2 separate regions of the Danio rerio genome follow, and region 2 is linked to region 1. A link is a contact called in public HiChIP or PLAC-seq data. All regions are on one chromosome and are shown on one strand. The core of a region is the stretch at or near the end of the contact, and the rest is flanking DNA. Distances in the headings are between cores, read along the strand shown. Region 1 holds the start of aldh8a1 (aldehyde dehydrogenase 8 family, member A1). Region 2 holds the start of armc1l (armadillo repeat containing 1, like).

Region 1 (6,295 bases), core at 1,894-4,393:
TATTTTTTTATAGTTAAGCACATAGTTCATTTGCTTAATAATTTTAGGACAACAGTTTTTCTAAAAATAAATTCAGAATTTAAAGTAAATTGTTAACTCTGTCAGATAAAAAAAATGCAATTTCCTTTTGTCCTGATGCTGAATACCATCCATTCCACTGATGTTTTATGAAAACTATTCAAACTCGAGCTATTCAGTGTAATATGCGACTGGGGGAAACCAAGTAATTTTCCACTTGTTTTAGAAATCATATTACAACCCCTAATTATATGTGCTGAAATGCCTCCAATATGTTTCGTTTGTGAAAATGCAGCTCTGTAATTTTCCTCTTCACAGCCTGATAATCAAAAGATTTCATAAATGCAGCTTGTTCAGAACAGATAAAGACTCACAAAGGAAGATGATGACACATTGATTTGGCCAAGCTTGCTTTAATCAGTTCACCCTCTTGCTAGTAGAGGAATGCACTGAAAAACAATAGCATGTTTTCAGTAGAAGAAAAGTAAATTGATGGTAAATATTTAACTTCAACCTCATGCATGATATGGTAATGTGACATTTTATAGCTCTTTGGTTATTGAAGTGGTTTAATTAGGCCTGTCACGATACAGCATTTTTGTTGTGCCACATGTTGTCACAGAATTTGTTGCGATAAGTGATATTAATGTCATTTTGAGATCAATTTATGCCACTGATTATATAATGATTATATCACATCATAATAATACAAATAGCCATACACTTAAAAATAGCCAACACTCTAAAATACTTATTATTCTTCAGATTATTTAGATTCTTTAATTTGCTGTAAAAGGTAAAGGTTCTATAATATACACTATTAAATGTCCTATTAAGTAATGTGCAATCATAAACTTAGAGACACAATGTCATAGTGAAATGGCTTTAACGTTGTTTGTGAATTTGTAAATATATAATGCTACGGCAAAAAATATTGAGGTTATCTCCAAGGATAAAACGATAAGTCCATATATTGATTATTGCAACAGGCCTAGGTTCAATCAAGATAAAATACTTGTTCTCAATTGAGCATGGCAAATAAAGTATTTGTGCTGCAGAGTTAGACCTATTACTAGTGCACTGTGGTAATCAGTCTCAAGGGTTAAAAAGCTTCAGAGAGCTTTCTGAATTACCCGCAAAGAACATTTCTGACAATTACACATCGCAATTGCAATCATCCAAAGAGATTGTGTAGGATCTTTTTCTTCCTGTCATTTTCTGCATCGCTGCCTACAATGGTATTTTCACAGTATGAGTTGTCTTTTTCCTGCTTGATAATTGTCCTCATGGATGGTATTTTTCTCTACATGCGGTGGTTTGCATCTTTTTTCTTTTTTTTTTTATGAGAAATTAGATTTTCACCATCCACCCACTTTCCTCCATGGGTTGGTCTTTTGATTTGAAATGAACAAAGTCTGGAGTCTTTCTGCTCCTCCTCATAAAACTTTGATGATTCATTCATGAAAAATTGAAGCAATATCAAATTAGAAAATCACTTTGTAATTAAGCTACTCTGGGATGCATTTTGCTCTTCTGTTAAGTCTTTTGTTCTTGTACTTCAAATTTGTATTATTCTCTGCATTATTTTTGAAGATCCCTGTTCTGGCTCGGTAAAATATCTCATTTAATACTTCAAATATTCAAAGAGACTATTTTATTGGTCTCGCTCAATAAAGAAGGTTTATTTCAAGAAATGAAAACAGAGGCCAGCAGTGTTGCATATGAGATAAAGTGAGTGTGAAATTAGGTGTGATTGGATTTCATGCCAGTAGTGCCATCTTCTGTAAAGCAAGATGGCAGACTCCCACCAGCCATATTGGTGTTATTTAGTCTTTTTGATTTTGTTTGCGTTTCTCACAAGTTCTTAAACTCTGTTGGAGACCTCGTCACTATTATAAGTGACCAAAAAAAATTCTTAAATTGTTAACTCATAATTTTAACCAAGGCAACATAATGTCTGCTGTTCTTGTTTACTGCATATGGAAATATTTTAAATATCACCAAAATACATACATATATAGACACACACACACACACACACACACACACACACACAGTTGAAGTCAGAATTATTAGCCTCCCTTTAATTTTTTTTCTTTTTTAATTATTTCCCAAATGATGTTTAACAGAGCAAGGATATTTTCACAGTATGTCTGATAATATTTTTTCTTCTGGAGAAAGACTTATTCATTTTATATTTTAAAGCAATTTCACGTCAATAACATTGCACTGTAAAAAAAAATGCAGGGTTTTTTTTATTTATCATTTTATATATTTATTTCAATTATTTCAGGTTGTCCAAACACAAATCCATTATCTTAATGTAGCTTTAAAACAAGTAAGTTTTCCGAAAAAAATCTCCAGAAATGCCTCGTTTCAAATTATTTTAGTAGTAGTTTGAATAAGCAGTAAAGTGTGTGTGTGTGTGTGTGTGTGTGTGTGTGTGTGTGTGTGTGTGTGTGTGTGTAAGTGTGTGTAAGTGTGTGTAAGTGTGTGTAAGTGTGTGTGTACTCTTTACTGTATGTTTGATCAAATTAAAACTATGCTGTAAAAATGATATGATCAATTGGTCCTGACAGCATATGTTTTTAGGTCATTGTAGCTTATTAAAGTTAATCACGTTCTAACTTAATTTTTCACGTTGCTCAAGCTGTTTTAAGTTAGTTTAACTTAAAATAAGTTCAATAAAATCATAAGCTTAATTTAATTCAGCTTAAAATTTTAAGGCAACCACGATTTCTTTGCAGTGTATGTTCGTGAACAGAATAAACTTACTTCAAATCTTTAGAAATATTAATGTTTTAAACGTTTGGCTGGTAGTTTATTTTATTAAAAAGTATCCAACAATCAAGTTATTATTTTGTAGAGTTCATTTTAAAAGCATTAAACAGTCGTCAATGTCAGGATTAAATATTTAACTCGAGACTAACATTCTGTTTTCACAGAATTGTGAATATTATCTCACCTCCATCAGCAAGTTAAGGTCTTTTAATATCCAACTCATGCTCTAATTAATGAGTGGCGTATCTGCTGGAGAAGCCGTTTAGTTTTCTTTTACAACCTATCATTTAGTTGAGTAAACATATTGCAAAAGAGTCTGGCGAAAGCTCATATGCAACACCGTGCTGAGTGCAGCGCAAAACTTTCAGATCCTCCTTTTGTTTGCCAAGCTTGATTTTTTTTTTTATCTCAATTTTTTTTGCGATGTCAAAAGACATGAAATATCTAGTGCTGGAAAACTACATCGGTGGGAAGTTTGTGCCATGTTCCAAGCTGATCGACTCTTTCGACCCGTCAACAGGAGAAGTTTATTGCAAAGTTCCAGACAGTGGAGCTGAAGAGGTGAGAGTTTATTTTGTATTATTCTCTTTTATGTTTAAGTTGATCCTCAATGATGTTAGTTGAGCATGATCAAGTACTCTCGCTTTCACCAAAGAGATTCTATTGAAATTAGTTGAACATTTTCACCTGTTTCTAGTGTAGAGAATCATTGCAGTCTCCCATTTAATGAATATGTAACCAGTCACGCCATTGTTTGGCTTAAGACACAAATTCCAGGAATGTTCGGAGTAAAGACACTTGATGAAGTACCTTTGGTCTCGGATATTTCTCCCTGTAAACACGTTGGTCATAAAAAAGGGAAACAATCAGGTGGGCAGATGCTCAAGGTCCAGAGTTTAATTATTAAACAAGCTAAAGCTCATGCCAAAAGAACTTGTCTGGGTCAGTGGAGCAGAATAGAGAGTGTGTTTGAAATCCACTTATTTGGGCTGTATTGTGTTTCCTATTTTTAATTGTTTTCCTTTCATCTTTAATATATTTAATAATGCTCAAAATGACAATTTACTAACACTTCACACTCTAAGATAAATAATTTCCTCTACAAACTAATGCATCATCTCTTATTTGTTGAACTTTATAAGTAAGTTAAATATTTTCTCAATGCTCATAGGTGAATGCTGCAGTGAGGGCAGCTAAAGAGGCCTTTCCGGATTGGTCGGCTAAAAGCCCAGCTGATAGATCCAAAGTGCTGAATAAACTGGCAGACCTGATAGAGGCTCGACTGGAGGAGTTTGTTCAGGCCGAGTCTAAAGACCAGGGTAAAAATGCACTGTAATGCGGTATTATTGTACAGGGTACACTAAATGAGTCATACTATATAAGGACTCACGGCTGCACAATAGACCAAAGGTAGACAGAATTTAAGCGATTCAGCAATGTAGTCTTCACTTAATTTATGCTTTCTTTCAGTAGGATATACTGAGAGCAGAGTGTCTGATGTTTATTTTATATAATTAATTTTATGCATGCATGTACAGTTGAAGTCAGAATTATTAGCCCCCCTGAATTATTAGACCGCTTGTTTATTTTTTCCTCAATTTCTGTTTAACAGAGAGAAGATTTTTTTAACACATTTCTAAACATAATAGTTTTAATAACTTATCTCTAATAATGGATTTATTTTCTCCTCACCATGATGACAGTAAATAATATTTGACTAGATATTTTTCAAGACACTTCTATACAGCTTAAAGCTTACTTAGGTTAATTAAGGTAACTAGGCAGGTTAGGGTAATTAGGCAAGTTATTGTATAACTATGGGTTGTTCTGTAGACTATCGAGAAAAAATATAGCTTAAAGAGACTAATAATTCTGTCCCTAAAATGGTGTTTAAAAAAATTTAAACTGTTTTTATTCTAGCTGAAATAAAACAAACACAACTTTTTCCAGAAGAAAAAATATTATCAGACATACTGTGAAAATTTCCTTGCTCTGTTAAACACCATTCGGAAAATATTAAAAAAAGAAGAAAAAATTTTAAAGGGGGCTAATAATTCTGACTTCAACTGTATGTTTCCGTGTGTATATACAGTCAAGCCTGAAATTATTCATACCCCTGGCAAATTCTGAATTTTTTGTTCAAATCTAAATAAAAGCTGATAAAGGCATAAGCCTTTGTCATTTTGGTCAAAAAGCTACTTTCTGGTTGTATAAAAGTAACTTTAAGTCAGAATTAACCAGGGGTATGAATAATTTTAGACTTTACTGTATATGGATTATAATGGTTGCCAAAATTATTAGAAAACTGGCCATATTATTTATGAGGTTTCAGTTATTTTCATTCTAAAAACAAGCTAGACTTATTTCACTGATAATGTGAAACAAACTATGTTCCTGTACAGGAAAGAAAAGGCTTCAATTGCAGAAGGCATGGGATAACATTAGTGTTAAAGTTCTCAGTAAATATATTGACACTATGCCAGAGAGATGTGCTGCTGTAACTGCTGCAAAAGATGTGGACATACAATGCCAAGTATTAAAGTTAAAAGTGGATAAAAACATCAGTTAATATTTATCGCAGCAGCCATCTGCATGTTTCATGAAAATGAGGAAATAAAATCCTGTTTTGAAGGCAAGAAAGGTCAACATTTCCAGATCTGTCAGCTGTTTTAATCACTTTGTCCACTACTGTGGGACTGTTGCGAAAAGACAGGACTGATCCCTGCTGTAATGCTGTTTATTTTTTTGTCAATTTTATTGACCCTATCATCCAAATGTCCCACCAGAAATCAATGACCATTTTCCAGTCTTCTGTTGTCCAAAATTGGTGACAGAACTGTCACTTGCTGAATATTTTCTTTCTCATACCGTTTTTATAAACCCTAAAGATGGTCATTCATGAAAGTTTTTGAAATGCTCAGAGCAGCCTGTGGCAAAAACAACCTCACTACATACAAATTCGCAAAGAATTAGTTCATACAAAAATGTATATTTGTGATTAATTACTTACCCTCATGTAGGTTGAGTCGCTTTTGTTTGTCTTCAGAACACAAACTAAGATATTTTTGATGCAACCAGAGACCTCTCTGACACCTCTTTAGACAACAATGGTCTCGAGACATTTAAAGTCCAGAAAAGAACATTGTCAAAACCATTGTCAAAATATTTAATGTGACTTTATTGGTTTAACTTGAATCACATGAAGTGCCAAGAAAACATTTGTGTTCCAAAAAAATGAATAAAACTACTTTTTTGAATAAAACTACTGTTTTCTCTTCCTCAAGTTCGCTACGGGCATTATGATATATCGCCATTAGATTTAGCAGCACAACGTCCAAGCGTAGGTTATTTCATATAGTAAACGGCCACCATGACCTGATGCCAGAGACATAAGCAAACAAAGTCATGAACTAATCCTTTAAATCACCTTTCTTTCCCATTCCGATGTTCAACTTACACAGTTGTCTAGTCAATGGTTTTCAACCAAATTCCTAGA
Region 2 (6,295 bases), core at 1,679-4,178, 150 kb before region 1:
CTGTGTCCTCGATATAGTCTGTTTTCCATATCAAACTGAGAAGAAGAGACTGCAGCCTTGATTAAACTTGCGAAGTCTGAATTTACAAGGAGAGGATGCAGGGCTGAACTGTGTGTGTTAGGCTACTTAATATTGAGGAAAAGCCCCAATCAGAGAGGCGAATGTCTGCAGCCCCGGATCCGTTTTCAGATGTCTCCGTTTTCCATCATCCACACTGAAACGGAGCAGCAGCGTTTTAGAATGAAAACGGCCTCTCCAGCGTTTTCAAAACGCTCCGTTTTTGGCGCTCGAGAACTCTGGCGTAGTGTGGACGGTTGGCATAACCGTAGCAAAACTTATGCGTTTTCAAACTAAAACGCATTAGTGTAAACGGGCCCTAAATTATTATTTTTTTTTAATTATGTCTTTATTGTTATCTTAAAAATCATCATTGGTCTGATTGGGCCTTTATTCTGAGCAAATGACAATTTTTGTAAAAGAAAAAAAAATGACAAAAAAATTGTTATTTAAAAAAAAAAATGTTATACATTTTTTAATAAAAACAAAAAAATTATTTTATTTAAACCTATGCCTAGAAAATGCAGAGAATCTGTTAATTTTCAGTAGATCTTTTATCCCCCCCATATCTGTTTGTGTATACGTGTGTGTGCACATATATTACAAATATCAATCAAAACTGATAACCATTAAAATGGCAAAATATAAAAATCTGACTTGACCAGACCAGACCAACATATTATTGAGCCCTGGATCAGCAAAAGAAGCACCCACCTCTTCTCCATTTTCATCTTTTACAACCTGCTTAGCCGAAAGCACTTTTGTGGAAGCAATGGCAGTGGCCAGACTCTAGAAAAAAATAAACACATTTGCTTTTACAATTTTCATGCATATCGCAATACCACATCTGTGCTTATTTAACTCCTCCCTTTAAAAAAAAAAAGTAATACCTCAGTAGGCAGATCAGCACGAATGCGTACAGTGCATCTCTTCAGAGCCATCTGAAACGTGAAGCTGATTACACCTTTAACCCTTAGAAGAGCCTCTTCACACACACCTCTCTGATCCTGTCAAAACAATACATCATCTTAGTCTACGATCTGCACTAACATAAGAAACAATCAAAAGTGCACGTGACAGCTTCACATTTTGTACATACCGCCCCATCCAAGCCTTGTATGTGGAGGGTAACTGATTTGGCTTTCTTGTTAGTGCTGTTAATGAAGAACTGAGGTTTGTTCTTCTTCTTCTTCTGTTGCTCTGGAGTCTGACAACCCGGCCTCTGTGATTGAGCGTTTAACAAATCATGAACCTCTTTTGCTAGGTCTGTAATATCAGTTGTCAAATCGGTCCTTGAGGGAATAGAAAAAGGAAGATAATGAATTTTGTGCATTGATGCAGTGTGCATAATTAGACTAAAGCTCAAAGTGTATATCAAAATTTAAAGTTCATTTGATAAATTCCAGAACATCATAGAAGAAGCTCGATTTCATTATACATTTACAGGTATAAATGGAAAAACTACTAATGATAAAAGTGTTTAGTTTAAAATAAAACACCTCTTTATCAATGACTCCAGGCTGACCATCATGCCAAGCTCATTTCTCATTGTATTGATGTTACGGGGCGATTCAGCCAAGTACCGCAAGGCCTGAGGAGAAGACACTTTAAAACTCTAATTTATACAGATAAAAACATTTCGTCACCTTATATTTATAAAGTTCTATCTGACATTTTTGTCAAAATTTAGTTTTTCACATATTCTTATTAAATGACAACTTACTTACATTATGGGATTTGTTTTGTTTTGTTTTATTAAAAAACAAAACAAATGTTTTGCTATATGAAATGCAAAAACTTTAGAGCTCATTATCTCGAAATATATCAGAACGCAGATAGAACTTACAATTCCAAGGTGACGATTTGTTAATTGACAAATCAGGTCTGAGTGTACCTGAAGGGTGGCAAAAAGCACTTTAGGGTCTTTGTGGTCCAGGAACAGCACTAATCCTGGAAGGCAACCCTGGTCCTGAACAATAACCTCCCGGTTCTGTGGTTCTGATGCCAAGTCCCGTAGCTGTGTCACGACTGATAATGCGTCCATCATTTTTTGTGGAGATCTGAAACACCAGAGGATATAAAGACAATTTATTTGACGGCCATTTGATACTCAATTCAATTCAATTCAGCTTTATTTGTATAGCGCTTTTACAATGTAGATTGTGTCAAAGCAGCTTCACATAAATGGTCATAGTAACTGGAACAGTGTGGTTCAGGTTTTAGTGTTTAAGTTCAGTTCAGTTCAGTTTAGCTCTGTTCAGTGTGATTTAATCATTACTGATACCTAGAAGCTACATTCCTATTGGACAGATGTGATTTATGAATTGTGGTTTTGTTCTATACAAAACACAGCATTTGTTTTATTTATTATGCTATCTTAATATCGTATTTATGTTATGGGCGTATCATGCATGTTTTCTGTTTTATTTTGTGCACATTTCAACCGTTTCGATCACGTGACCGTTTACAATAATAGCCTTTTAAAATTTCGACAATAATAAGGCATTAACAACTACGTGAAAAAAATGAGACCTTAAAAGTACACCTTGTTCACACATGGTAACATGAGACTTCAGAAAAGCTAACGCGAATAGCACACATGCTCAAAACACTACCGCTAATAGCGTGTTAGCAAAACAGCTAAAGTGTTGAAATTGCTATTCAAACATTACTGTAAATTAAATAACATCTATATTTATTCACGTTAACATTGTTACATATCGTTTTCAAAACACTCCTTCGTGTATGTTAATACGACAATTAAATTTATCAGTTTACACTGTCACTGTACTCACCGCTACCGTTACTTTTAACAGCACACACAAACAAATACGAAACTTCCCACTCCTTCTGTTCAAACGAAATAATTGGCTAACGTCTTTGACATCGTTTCTAAATGTTTCAAGTTGATTGGCTACTGGAGCCAACCCCACCGCCCGGACCAATCACAAACGCCCTCACAGAAAGAGCTTTATTTGAGTTTACCTGCACGGGAAGCGTGAGACGGCGAGGAGGTAAAGTGAATAACATTAATTAAACAAATTGTCTTCGTAAATATAAACGGCATTTAATAAGACGACCGTAGGATTAAATGAAACGTAGACATATCCAAAAGTGAAATAACGTTATAGGATATGTTTGAGATACGTGTGTGTGTGTGTGTGTGTGTGTGTGTGTGTGTGTGTGTGTGTTTTCGTACGCACTCATTGGTAGGACAGTTGACGATGCTGGTAATTACCGCTGCATTTGATTACTATTATCTTGCATTTATGTCATTAGTTTTATCGTAGTATTTCAGAATTAATGTATAATCTTTATATTGCGGGTTTTGTTACAGAGTTGAGCGGAATGCAGCTGATTTGATCCCTCTGGTCACGTGGAGAAGTTTGGTGCAGTGTCTGTGTGTTGTTAGTTCATCCGTCAGCAGAAATCCAGCGTGCAAAATATACACACACACAGTCAATGTCTCTGCTGGAGGACATCGTTGACCTGCTGAAATGTGTTCTGGAATATTTTGGAGTGCCTCCAGACATGGTATAGAGACAATCAAGTACATAAAAAAAGTTATTTAATGAAAGTTATAATTTATTAACAGTGCATTTGTGTGTATTGTTGCAGTTGGTTCCAGTATGGGAAAGTACACACTGTGGACAGTACCGAAGCCTAGTCCGAATGATTGGAACAAATCTTCCTCTTTCTCCTTACCCTCGGTTGCGGTTTCAGGTATTTTATGCTGTAGAAATAAATTTGTACTGCTACTAAAAATAATATATAAGAATACTATCAATAAAAACTACAGTAGTTACTCATTGAGGTAAAGTTTGTTTTATATTAACACATTCAAACATTCTCCTTAATAATATAATTTCAGAAAAGTATTATTTACATAATCTAAATAGTGAAATAATATTAGCAGCAAATGACTATCAAAGTACAACATTGTTCACACGCAAATAAATAGAGCTAATGCTGTTTTCAAGTCATACTTGCATGTGATTTCAGGCTGAATATATTTAAAGTACCATGGTAAACCATATAGGAAGCAAGTTGTCACTGAACGAATGTGAGAATATAAAGCCAACTTTACCACTTACCAATTTTGGCACTATTTTGTTTCGTTTTATTGTTTGTATATGTTCAGTGTATTATAGGGCTGTGCGATTTGGGGTAAATATCTAATTGCTATTTTTTATTATTTTTTTGGACAGATTGGGATTGTGATTTGGTTTATGATTTAATTCAAGCTGATTTTAATTTAACTCAAGCTTCAGCTCAATAATCTGTATGTCATGGCAAAAATTTTGTGACAAGAGTCTATTGTTTCTTCTCGTGTAATGGCATAGTTGATGACAACTGATACCATGTCTGCGTTGTCTCACGACACCATCGCAGAAAGTCTAGCATGTTTAATAGCATTGCGGACTGGTTTTGAAGCACTTCACCTCAGATGGTATTCGTTATTTTTGTATATAATTCTGACTTTAACTGTACATATTTTATTTTGCAGCCTCTTGATATTAACTAACTGCAACGTTTCAAATTGCAATACGATTTTGATTTAGCGCACAGGCCTAGTGTAATATGTACTTTTGTTATGTTTATTTTGTTGATGATTTTTAAAATTTTGATTTTAGCTTTTTAATTTTTATTTCAATTTTTCAACTTTTAGCAATTGAAGTTCTTTAGTTTAAGCATTTTATTTTAGTTAGTTGCAGAGACATTTTTGTCGTCTAATGTTTACATTTTGTTTCATTTAAGATTCATTTCATTTTTAGAAAAAACTATTTATTTTAGTTTTCAAGAACAAATCTAACTGCCATGTCTTGACCTTTACATTTTTTTAATCTCAAAGCTTTTTTTTTAGCTTAGTTTAAATTCAGAAAAAATATATTTTATTTTATTCTGTCAGACAAAAGCCCGCAGACTTTGTTTGAGGCCCTTTTTTGACACAGTTCCCTTTGTTAGACTTTAATAACTGTTTATTGTGTATAATAATTGTTAATTTTTCTAGTCTTTTTTTGTTGTTGTAGTTGTAACGTTCTCTTGTTTTATGTTATTGTTTCAATTCAATGTTTTATCATATTTTAAATTATTTTTTTTGTGCCTCATGTATGGGTGAGGTGGTGGGTTGTTTTTTTATTTGTTTTATTGTTCTTATTATTTTTTTCTTTGGCTAATTGTAAAAAAAAAAGTCTTGATACTTTTTGTATTCTTACAGTCTACATAATGTTTTGTACATTTCAATAAATAAATGAAATAAGAAAAAATATATAAGAAGTATACATTTGCATTTACCTCATTTTTGTAACTCAAGCTTAATGCACGCTTGTGTACAAAACATGCATGTTTCTCTCAGTATGAATTGTTAATAAGAGTTTTGTGAAGCACTTTAACATGCAAAAAGCTTCAAAGGACTTAAGAGCATCCTCACTAATGTGTTCTGACTCTTCCTTTAAGATTCCTCTGCAGACCTTTAATAAGCACAGCCATATCGATGTGTCAGTGGACTCTCCAGCCATTCCTACTTTAGCGGATGTGCTTTGGCTGGTCGAGGATGAAGGAGACAGTCACACAAAATTCAGGTAGTCACATCAGAAACCCAAGTGTTTATTAATAGCTCACTGACAGGCCAGCATTGCTTTGAGTGCTAAATATACACTACCTGTCAAATATTTAGGATCTGCCAGATTTTAAGTTTAATTTGTTTTAAAGAAGGCTCTCTTCTTCACCAGTCACATTTATTTGATCAAAAATGTAATAAAGAAAAATATTTTGCAATAGAATTTGCATTCAAAATCCTGTATCATTTTAGGGCAGCACGGTATTGGAAAAATCTGACATAGTGATATATTTTTTTGTGATTTATATTGTGAAATGAATACAGTTTCACTAGATGGCTTGAATAGCTCTATTTAGGAAAAATCTTGAATTTAGATTGATTGAGTGATTTTGTTAGTGTAAATCAAGTATAAATATGAAAAGTAATAAATAATATTGTAAAAGTAATAAAGTTTTAAAGTAATAAACAAATGGCAAACAAGAATAATTACAACCACAGTAGCAAAGAAAAAAGTCGAATAAACAGTGCTCTATGGTTTTCAGAGAATCAAGCAGTATTCAGGTACAGAAATTGAATAATGAAATGTAAAATAATACTGTATTGTCTTCATTGTATTAATAATTAAGTAATCATTCTTTATTATAGTTACAAATGTTGTACAATTTTGTGGTCGAATGC

Evidence for each region. HiChIP or PLAC-seq counts read pairs in DNA pulled down with a chosen protein or histone mark.
Region 2: a contact with region 1 is called in an H3K4me3 HiChIP or PLAC-seq map of embryo, with 4 times the contacts expected there. The contact joins the promoter of armc1l here to the promoter of aldh8a1 in region 1. A contact is called at or near these places in 2 of 18 Hi-C or Micro-C datasets (caudal fin and embryo) and 2 of 4 datasets of contacts at active chromatin or transcription factors (caudal fin and embryo).

The regions. Positions count from the first base shown.
Region 1 is chr23:34,703,160-34,709,454 of GRCz12tu, reverse strand. aldh8a1 (aldehyde dehydrogenase 8 family, member A1) reads left to right here and starts at 3,143. Exons shown (of 7, transcript NM_001004540.1): 1 at 3,143-3,360; 2 at 3,971-4,118. The coding sequence starts at 3,223.
Region 2 is chr23:34,852,754-34,859,048 of GRCz12tu, reverse strand. armc1l (armadillo repeat containing 1, like) reads right to left here and starts at 2,928. Exons shown (of 7, transcript NM_199539.2): 1 at 2,853-2,928; 2 at 1,952-2,117; 3 at 1,557-1,648; 4 at 1,157-1,349; 5 at 948-1,064; 6 at 772-846. The coding sequence starts at 2,104. It overlaps mtfr2 (mitochondrial fission regulator 2), which reads left to right and starts at 3,050. Exons shown (of 8, transcript NM_001077285.1): 1 at 3,050-3,071; 2 at 3,395-3,591; 3 at 3,676-3,780; 4 at 5,515-5,639. The coding sequence starts at 3,520.